Linked DNA regions of Mus musculus: region 2 is linked to region 1. Evidence: chromatin contacts called from public Hi-C data. All regions are on one chromosome and are shown on one strand. Each heading gives the region's core, a stretch centred on a gene start, on an enhancer-like site or on the middle of the called end of the contact. The rest is flanking DNA. Distances are from core to core; before and after follow the strand shown. Region 1 overlaps Ablim1 (actin-binding LIM protein 1). Region 2 overlaps Gm41874 (a long non-coding RNA gene).

What was found. Hi-C and Micro-C count contacts between places; a contact is called where the count stands out from the background.
Region 2: a Hi-C map of uterus shows a contact between it and region 1, with 2.8 times the contacts expected there. The contact joins two enhancer-like sites. A contact is called at or near these places in 1 of 15 datasets of contacts at CTCF or cohesin (large pre-B cells), 1 of 484 Hi-C or Micro-C datasets (uterus) and 2 of 115 datasets of contacts at active chromatin or transcription factors (large pre-B cells and memory CD8 T cells).

Annotation. Positions count from the first base shown.
Region 1 is chr19:57,076,552-57,080,943 of GRCm38.p6, reverse strand. Ablim1 (actin-binding LIM protein 1) reads left to right here. Exons shown (of 26, transcript NM_178688.4): 8 at 1,073-1,131; 9 at 3,447-3,530. Among named protein-coding and RNA genes, the nearest start is that of Afap1l2, 70 kb to the right of the region's middle. Within about 2 kb of position 1,418, at least 140 of the 459 cell types and tissues checked have an H3K27ac peak or open chromatin away from gene starts, as enhancers often do. A contact at or near this core is called in uterus, where this site is marked.
Region 2 is chr19:57,410,648-57,415,471 of GRCm38.p6, reverse strand. It overlaps Gm41874 (a long non-coding RNA gene), which reads right to left. Exons shown (of 3, transcript XR_877961.2): 3 at 4,200-4,284. Among named protein-coding and RNA genes, the nearest start is that of Gm41874, 8.6 kb to the right of the region's middle. Within about 2 kb of position 3,496, at least 156 of the 459 cell types and tissues checked have an H3K27ac peak or open chromatin away from gene starts, as enhancers often do. A contact at or near this core is called in uterus, where this site is marked.

The DNA.
Region 1 (4,392 bases), core at 169-2,668:
GAAAGGCAGAGAGAGGGAGAGGGGACAGGGGACAGGTTGGGGGAGGGGGAAGGGGAGTGGACAGAGTAGAGAGGGGAGAGGAGAGGCCAGCCAGGAACATGTAGAGAGAGAGGGGAGAGGGGAATAGGGAAGAGAAGAAGGGACAGAGAGGGTGAGAGTAGGAGAGTAAGAGCATAAGAGAGACTTCCAGCTTTTTAATTCTTTGATACCTGTGTCACCCATGAAGGTTCTTCGAAGTCTGAGAAAGGGAGATCTTAGAAGCAGGAACAGAAAATCCACCTCGGTCATTACTTGACTCATTGAAGCCAAAGGATTTTGTTCCTGTTACTTAATTAAAAAGTTGAAAGATTTATAAACTAAGTTTAACAACGTTGCCAGTTGATCTGATTTCTCCTCTAAGTGTGGGCAACTATAGAAATAGAAGAATGAGGGGTGAGAGGCGCCTCAGTGGTTAAGAGCACTATTTGCTCTTCCAGAGGTCCCAAGTTCGATTCCTAGCAACCACATAGTGGCTTACAATCATCTGCAAAAGAATCGGATGCCCTCTTCTGGTGTGTCTGAAGACAGCGACAGTGTACTCACATATATAAAATAAAATAAATAATCCTAAAAAAAAAAAAAAAATGAAAGCTTCAGTAGGTTTTACACCTGGACCTGGGCCATTGAGTTTGACTCTACTTCTCTTCATTAAGTGGCTTGGGTGTTTTGATGGTTACTTATGTAAACATGGCTTTAATTCTAAGATCAAGTAGAACCAGTAGTAAGGACTCAGGTCTCAGGTGTTACTTTTTAAAGAACAATGATTTATGTTTTAAAAAGAAAGACAATGTAACCCTATTAAAAGGGAAACATCTCTTGTGTGAGGCTGCTCTCAGACTCCATTCTGTGGCCCTCCATTGTGCCCTGTGTACAGCAAGTTCAGAACTCACTCAAAGGGTAGAGTTGACTTCACGGTCAGAGGTCACATGTGGGACCCTGTGCTGGGGAGGGAGGGGTCTGTGGAAAGTCTGCTTAACAGGACTGTGCCTTCTTTCCATTTCCTCTATTCCCACAGTTCATTCTGTCTTTCCAGGTTCTACCGTGTGGCATCCCGACTGTAAGCAGTCCACTAAGACAGAGGAGAAGCTGCGGGTAAGGAAGGGGTCAGAATGGGATGCTCTGGAGGTCACCACTGTGTGCTCACTAGTTCCTGGGCTTTGGGGAAGTGCTTCTCATGGGCTCTTTTTTTTTTTTTTTTTTTTTTTTTTTTTTTCCTTTATAGAAAACCTGAGGCCAAAGTCCAAATGGCCAACTAAGAGGGTTCCCTCCCACCATAAATATGTTCTATTGTTGTTCTTAAGCTTGTGTTGGACTCTGTTGGCCTTATCTTGGCAGTCAGTGACTTAGGAAAGTACCCAAAAGTCGTACAGCTAGGGGAAAATGATTCATCAAGTAGCCATGGTAACCCTCTTGGCTTAAACCACCATGCACTGTTTTGCCCCAGACTCTGTAACTATTGCTTAGCTCTGGTGTGTTTTGCTCATTTCTGAAATCCAAATTCAAAAGAGCAGCCTCTAGCTCCAAAGGATACAAGTCACTCAGGCATAAAACCTTATGCTTATGGCAAGGATAATGCTGCCATCAGCTCTATGATTGGTCAGTCCTCAGAGCCGTCCTAGAGGGCAGAGTTCCACTTCCGGAGTTGTAAAGCCCAGACTCTAACCTAGAGCCTGGCCTTGGTCCAGATTTTCACGCAGGGCTGACTTTTCCTCACAGTGATAATCAGGCTTGATCCCAGCCCCTCTGTTAAGAGTCCCAGGGGAAGGAAAATGGAGTCTGACTTTAATCTTCTTGCTGTCCCAAGGAAAGAATGGTTTAGATTTATTTTTGAGCTGGACTCAAGACTCATGAACCCCCTGGGCCTACCCTTAGGCGGCGCCCATCAAAGGAACAGTTAGTGGATTTTTCAGGTCCCTTCGCTGCCCCCTCTGGACTTGTAGGCCCTGTTTTCTTATCTCCTTTTGACTCTCATCACTGGCATACATGCATGCACGGGAGCCTTTACTTTGTATTTTGTTATTAGCGGCAGGCTTTACGTAGAGGAAAGAGAAAATCTCGGAATAATTGAGGGCCAGGGGAAAGCAGAGGGATGTGCCTGCCGATATCGGAACGGTTTTCCCTGCTTCTGACATGCAGCTTCAGTATACACACACACACACACACACACACACGCACACACACACGCACACACAGCTAATAACTAATGGCCCCCTAAGTCCATTCATCCACCAGGTAGACTGAGCTTGGAATTTGGAGGAAGCACGGGTATTCAAGCAACAGGCTACCTTCCCAGAGCGTTGGCACTGGTGCCTGTGGACACTTTGTTCCAGGGATATAAAACTGCACTGGGGCTCCTGCCCAAAAACCACCCAAGGAGCCAGGCATCCATCCATCCCACCTCTACAGGGTGGCTTTTGTTTTCGAAAGAATCCCGCATCCCCCACCCCCCCTTTTTCAAAAAACTTCATCCCTGATGAAGTCTTTGTGCGGAATGGAGAGGAATGTTAATGAGGCCAGACGGAATGGGCCAGGCATATTTTCTCTGTAAGGATAGCTGCAGTTTGCAGAGCCTCTCCCTAAAATGATCAGAAAACAAAGCAAACCCTTGAACACATCTCCACGGAACTCTCTAGGGAAGCTTATGGAAAAAAATGAATAAAAGATTTCACTGGCTCTGGCCAAGAGGAATGGTCTTCCTTTGTTTTGTCCCTTCCGTAAGCTTTGCAGAAAATTGCAGTGCTTTTCTCTCCGTGATGCCCTCCCTGGGAGGCAGGCTGGCTCGAAGTCACCATCATCCATAGGAAGGGGCTGGCCTCACCTGAGGGAAGTGGCTCCGGCCCAGAGTTGGGGTATAGGCTGATGCTGGTGAGGCTTAGAGTGGGGTACATTTTCAACAGAGGAATTAATCTGGAGTGCCTGAAGGGTGTGTCTACGCACACTTCTTGAGCCAAGATTTCCTGGCCTTTTAATCACATGTCAAATTAGAGCAGTTTCCATAGCAAAATGAAAATGTTTGAAGACTCTGAGCAATGCCAGAGTGAGCCATGTTCTTGATATTTAAGAACTCACTCACAGGGCGTTTGTAATGATGGTCTTTGGGTCCCTCCTGGGGCATCTTGTCCTTGTGCCATAAGCACAACAGTGTCAAAATAATTGCAAAGGACTCAGTGAGGGGGTCAGGATATAGATAAGAATATAGTAGATAAATATGCTGTGATTTGGAGACCAGTTGATATTCACTTCATAGGGCCCCAGATTGACCCCTGAAGCTGCACACATGTCCGTCAGTTGCTATTTACTTAATGCTAGTTACCATTTTCCTTCAGTCCTTTTATGTATTCTTCATAGTATTTCTGAATGAGGCTATTTTAAAATTCATTCTTCCTTTCTCTCATGTTTCATGGCAGCCACCAAACATCCCGCGCTCTTCATCCGATTTCTTTTACCCCAAAAGTCTGATTCGTCGCACAGGACGGTCCCCAGCTCTGCAGGTTGGCGCTGTGTGGCTTAAAGCGGCTGTCCTAGGCCCAGGCTTCCATTGCTTCCCCTGATCTCCCTCCCCGACCCCTCCCTAGGCTGCTTTTATCTTCTAACTTTCTCAGCTCCTGTAGAAGGTAGCGGCTTTCCTCACCCCACAAGTGATCCTCACACCCCCCACTTGGTTGGTTTTCTTCTCTGATGGATGCTTGCCTTCTGAGCAATGGCTGGACTGATGTTTTGATTAAAGCTAGCACGCCGAAGCTGCTGTTTGATCTTGTGCCTTTACATTTGTTCACTGAACAAATATTTTCCACACACTCAATACAGTGCTGGGCTGGAAGCTGTGTATCTAGCTTTGTAGGGTTAGCAAAGACACATGGGTGCTGGAGAGATGGCTCAGCGGTTAAGAGCACAGTGACTGCTCTTCCAGAGGTCCTGAGTTCAAATCCCAGCAGCCACATGGTGGCTCACAACCATCTGATGCCCTTTTTAAAAAAAAAAAGAAAAAAGAAAAGAAAACAGAAAGGACACACGGTGAAATAGACTCGGAATTCGATGCAGAGGTGGGTCGTGTGGATCACGGTCTTGGGGATGTCAGATAAGGAGTTCCCTAGGGGCAGTTCTAGGATAGAAGCAGCCTGTAAATTTGAGGACAGATAAGATTGAAATGTGAAGGTGGGGAGAGCTGGGCATCTGGAAGGGCACCTGGAAGCTGGGAGCTAACGGCAACAGTGCCCACAGTGAGGGGGGAGGAAGAGAAGGGGAAGCCAGCCAAGTCCTGCAGAATTTCCAAAGAATTCCTATGAGACTTGGTCTCATAAGACCTTACAGGAGAATGCTGACACGCCTCTCCTCCAATACACCTAGGTACCT
Region 2 (4,824 bases), core at 2,247-4,746, 330 kb before region 1:
GGGAGAGTTAAAAGCCCATCTAGAGCAGTACTTGTTCCCGTGGTTACAGAACAACCAACCTTTTCCTAGAAATACTGAAATCTTTACTTTCAATGTAACAATTTATTTAACTATTCTCTCCTTTTCAGAAAGTCGGATTATTTACAAGATCTTCCAGTTTTACTTGTGCAGCTCTAATGAGCACTCCAACAAAACTTCACGTATGTCTTTATTCCTCTGAGGGAAGAGTTGAGACGTGCGGGGGCGATTCAACAGATGGTTTAAAAGAATCAAAAAACGCAATGCAGGTTTGTTATAGAACATTTGGGAAATATATATAAATAAAATGGAGAAAATGAAAACCATTTATAATCCACTCTCCCTCCATAGCTCACAGTCTCTGTTCAATGTTTGTGCTTCTGTGAACCACACAAAGAAGCACACGAGAAGACTCCCTATGAAGCCATTTCTTCACTAACTGCCATGCCTCTTTCCCTGATGTCACACAGTATGGTGGAATGGCTGGAGAGCCTGTGTGCTCTGTGTGTACAGAACATTCGTGTTTATCTGATTTTCTACTGTACTTTCTACTTAGGTCTCCCAATCTTCTGTTCAACCTGTCTATGTGTGTGCCTTCCTTCTTACCTTGCCTTACTATTATCATTACTGTTATCTTTAACATCTTTGTTTTTTATAAATAATTACATAAATAATGCATATATCTGCTCCTAAATAGATGTTCTATCTTGGGATAAATTCATAGAAACTAGATTTCTCATCAAGCCACAGGGCAAAGTTTTGAGGAATTTTGACAATTTTGCAAACCAGTCTCCAGAAAGATTTTTTTAAAAAATTATACTATTTATGCTACCCATCTTCTGAATCCTCACATAGACCTTGTTTCTTATTCTACTTACTGCCACATTTATTGAAAGAACTAATGTAGAATTGTCTCAACTTGTATTTTACTGAGTAGAGAGATGAAAACTATTTCCCAATTTTATTAATATTCTTCCTCTATCAACTTTGTGGTCACGAACCATGCTCTTTCTCTATAGATCGGCTTACATTGTCATGTGCTTGTTGAAATACTTTATATAGATCAGCTTTATGTTGTGATAGCTCAGGTTTTTATTATTTGATTAAAATATGATTTTTTAGTGCCTTATAATCTATTATGAAAACCTTCAAACTTTCTAAGCTATTACATTCTATGCACAGCTCCAGATGGAACAGTATAATGGCTGTCCCTGAGTATGCGGCTCAATTTCCATGATTACCGTGGTCTACTTAGTGTCTTCTATACTTCCACTCTCCTCTTGCAGTGCAGTTTATTCTAAAGAAAATGCCAACCTCCACACAATCTCGCCAGTAGAGGGCATGGTGGAGCATCGGGGTTCTTTTCTATCGCTATTTACTCTTACCAGAATATTTTTGCTGTCTCCACATCCCCAAACTGGACAGTTCTTGTGGTGTTTTAAATGAGACGTTCCCTGTAGTCTTAGACATTTGAATACTTGAGCCCCTCATTGGTAGTGCTGTTTAGGGAGGCTTAGAAGGCCATGTTGGAGAGGTTTGTCACCGGAAGCCAGCTAGAGCTTACAGACGTGTGCCATTTCGAGTTTGTTCTCTCCTCTCTGTCTTTGCAGTTCAGGATGCAGGCACTCAGCTTCTGCTTCACCTTCCGTGCCTGCAGCTTGCAGCCATCTTCCCTGTCATGGAAAGACCCTTACCCCTTTGAAACCACAGACCCAAATCCACTTATCCTCTATGTAAGTTGTCTTAGACACAATGTCTTATCACAGCAATAGAAAGTAACAATAATATCCCTGATCTCCCTTGGGCATCACTGTAGATTTTCTATCTTCTGGGGAGCCAACCACAAAGTATAGACGAGATCTTCTGTTGTTCATGTCAACTGTAATCTCCTCTGCTCACTCCTAGAACAGCAGACATCAGGCAGGAAGAAAGGCATGCATGAGAAGCCCTCTGCAGACTTCTGCCTCCCAGACTCCATTTGGGACATGTGTCTATCTGGTCAGCATCCTCCAGCACAAATTCCACAGTCGGGGGTTAACAAACCTCTTGTAATGTAGATAGCAGCATCAAAGAGGAAGTCCTCCTTATAACCCAAGGAAGACTGGCTAAGCCAGAGATGAAAACTTGGCTTACAGGAGGACAAGATAAGAAAGAAAAAGAACAACTGTCCCGTTAACAATGACACATGTATTTCTGACCCCACAAAGTGCAGCCCTCGAACAGAAGTTCTAAGGCTTTCACTGCAGAGCCTGTCTGCTTGGTTTTCTTCTCAGGAAGCCTAATGCTTCTGTTTCCTCGTCTTGGTGTCACCCTCTAGACTGTGGTGAAGACTGCCAACTTGCCTCTCCTGTCACCCAGGACACCCCAGTAAGCTGCTCCACGTTCCCTCCTGGATCTGTTTAGAATACTCTGTCTCTCTGTATGTCTGTGTGTGTGTGTGTGGGTGTGTGTGTGTGACATGAGTGAAAGTGAACATGCCCTAGGAGGCCACAAAAGGATGCCAGATTCCCTGGAGCTGGAAATACAGGCACTTGCAAGCCTTACACCTCACATGGCTGCTAAGAACCAAACTCAGGTCCTCTGGAAAAGCAGTAAGTACTCTTCACCTCTGAGACGCCTCTCTACTTCCCCACTGCCTTAGTCAGGGTTTCTATTCCTGCACAAACATCATGACCATGAAGCAAGTTGGGGAGGAATGGGTTTATTTAACTTACACTTCCACACTGCTGTTCATCACCAAAGGAAGTCAGGACTGGAACTCAAGCAGGAGCTGATGCAGAGGCCATGGAGGGATGTTCTTTACTGGCTTGCTTCCCCTGGCTTGCTCAGCCTGCTCTCTTATAAACCCAAGACTACCAGCCCAGAGATGGTCCCACCCACAAGGGGCCTTTCCCCCTTGATCACTAATTGAGAAAATGCCTTACAGCTGGATCTCATGGAGGCACTTCCCCAACTGAAGCTCCTTTCTCTGTGATAACTCCAGCCTGTGTCAAGTTGATACACAAAACCAGCCAGTACACCCACCACGTCCATACCCCACCCCATGTCCATTTCCAAAGTTCTTTATAAGACCAGGAACTGACAAAGGGGGCTGTGTCCTCCAGCAACACTACCACATGCCTACCTCAGTCCTCCAGTAACTTAGTGGTCCTTGTATGGTCTTTCTTTTGAGCTCTAGTCTGTCAGTATCGTCCGTGGTGTACAGCAGCACCTACAGTGTCTGTCTTCTACCTCTCAGCTGTTTCCTCGTCCTCGGGGAACAGGGGAGTTGTTTTGTCACACAGGAAAGCATCCTGTGCCCGCTAGGCGCCCCCGTCCCTGCGCTGTGAGCACGAGAAATGGCTGGGCATGGATTCCGCCCATGCTTCGCTTGGCAGCATCGGCTTGAGGCCGCTGCTTCCCCAGCTCCGGATGAGCTTGCCTGCTGCTGCTCTGAAAAAGCCCAGGAGCCTCGCTGTGGTCTTCAGGCAAGCTGCCAACCACAGAGTACCGCAGGCAGGGCTGATCTGGGTCAGTGAGTCCTAGCTTTTGACTCCATGCGCACAGGCCCTTTAAACAGGAAGACACAGCATCCGCCTCTCAGAAAACCGAAGGTCGCAGATGATCAAAACACACAGTGTCAACAAGAGCAGTTTAATGAGCGGGGCTTCATCGGCTTGGAAATGGATTGGCCACTTCGGTTTGTAAATAAACAAATAGAGCAGGCCATGTTTGGGTTTTTCTAAGGAGAGATGAAGGAGATGGGAGCGGGGGAGGGCGGGGGGAGCACTGAGCTTTACGATGTCCTAGAATGGGTATTTGGGGAAGAGGGCTGGGTAAACAACCATGAAATGTGGAGATTTCCCTTCTTCCCGCCAGGCTCTGCAGGCTGCAAGACACCCGTCAGAGTGAATGAGTGACTCCATAAACCCGGCCTCTGTGGCTAAACAGCTGGGGCAAAGCATTCTGAAACTCCTCAGAGCCCGGCAGGCTTCCCCTAAAATATTTACAGGAAGCAGCAACGTGGCAAGCCCGGGCTTGGAAAATTTGGATGAAGGCTAAGAAAGAAGCTACAAAGGGGCCAGCTGGATCACGTCTAGTAAATCTCACGGTGGCCCAGAATTTCCTTTTTTTTTTTTTTTTGAGACAGGGTTTCTCTGTGTAGTCCTGGCTGTCCTGGAACTCACTTTGTAGACCAGGCTGGCCTCGAACTCAGAAATCCGCCTGCCTCTGCCTCCCGAGTGCTGGCGTGTGCCACCATGCCCGGCTAGAATTTCCTTTCTTTATCTGCAACGAGCAACAAGGGGTAGACAGTGAGGAGGTGAGACACCTGGCCACTGGCAGAGTGGAAAACAGCTGGGATTGTGTTCCAAATGCTGCTCCAGTCTACAGCCCTCCCCCGGGGCAGAAGCTGGCCTTCAGAAAGCTCTCCAGGAAAACCTGCCCTAGCATCTCACGTGTCTAAAAGTGTCTCTAAATCAAAGGCATACAATGAGACTCAGCCGAAGGAAATTATTCTGATCCCTGGGGAGAGACCACTTTCAGGCCCGCAGAGGGAAGCAGGGGAGCTGAGAGGAGCTTTGGGGCTGTTTGCACCCTCCTCCGGACATCAATGGCATAGTGATGGTTTGAAGTTCCCCAACTGCCCTTTCACAGATAAGTGAGGTTCAGCGCCCAGAGGCTGGGGCAGCTTCAGAGGTTTGTGTTGTTTGTATTGAAATGTTTCCTTTGGTCTCTATTAGAACGGGAGGTCCATATAATTCCTGGCATGGTGTGAGGAGCAGGTGGGAATCCTGCTGAGGCCTCTTCCAGGCAGATGGAGTGACT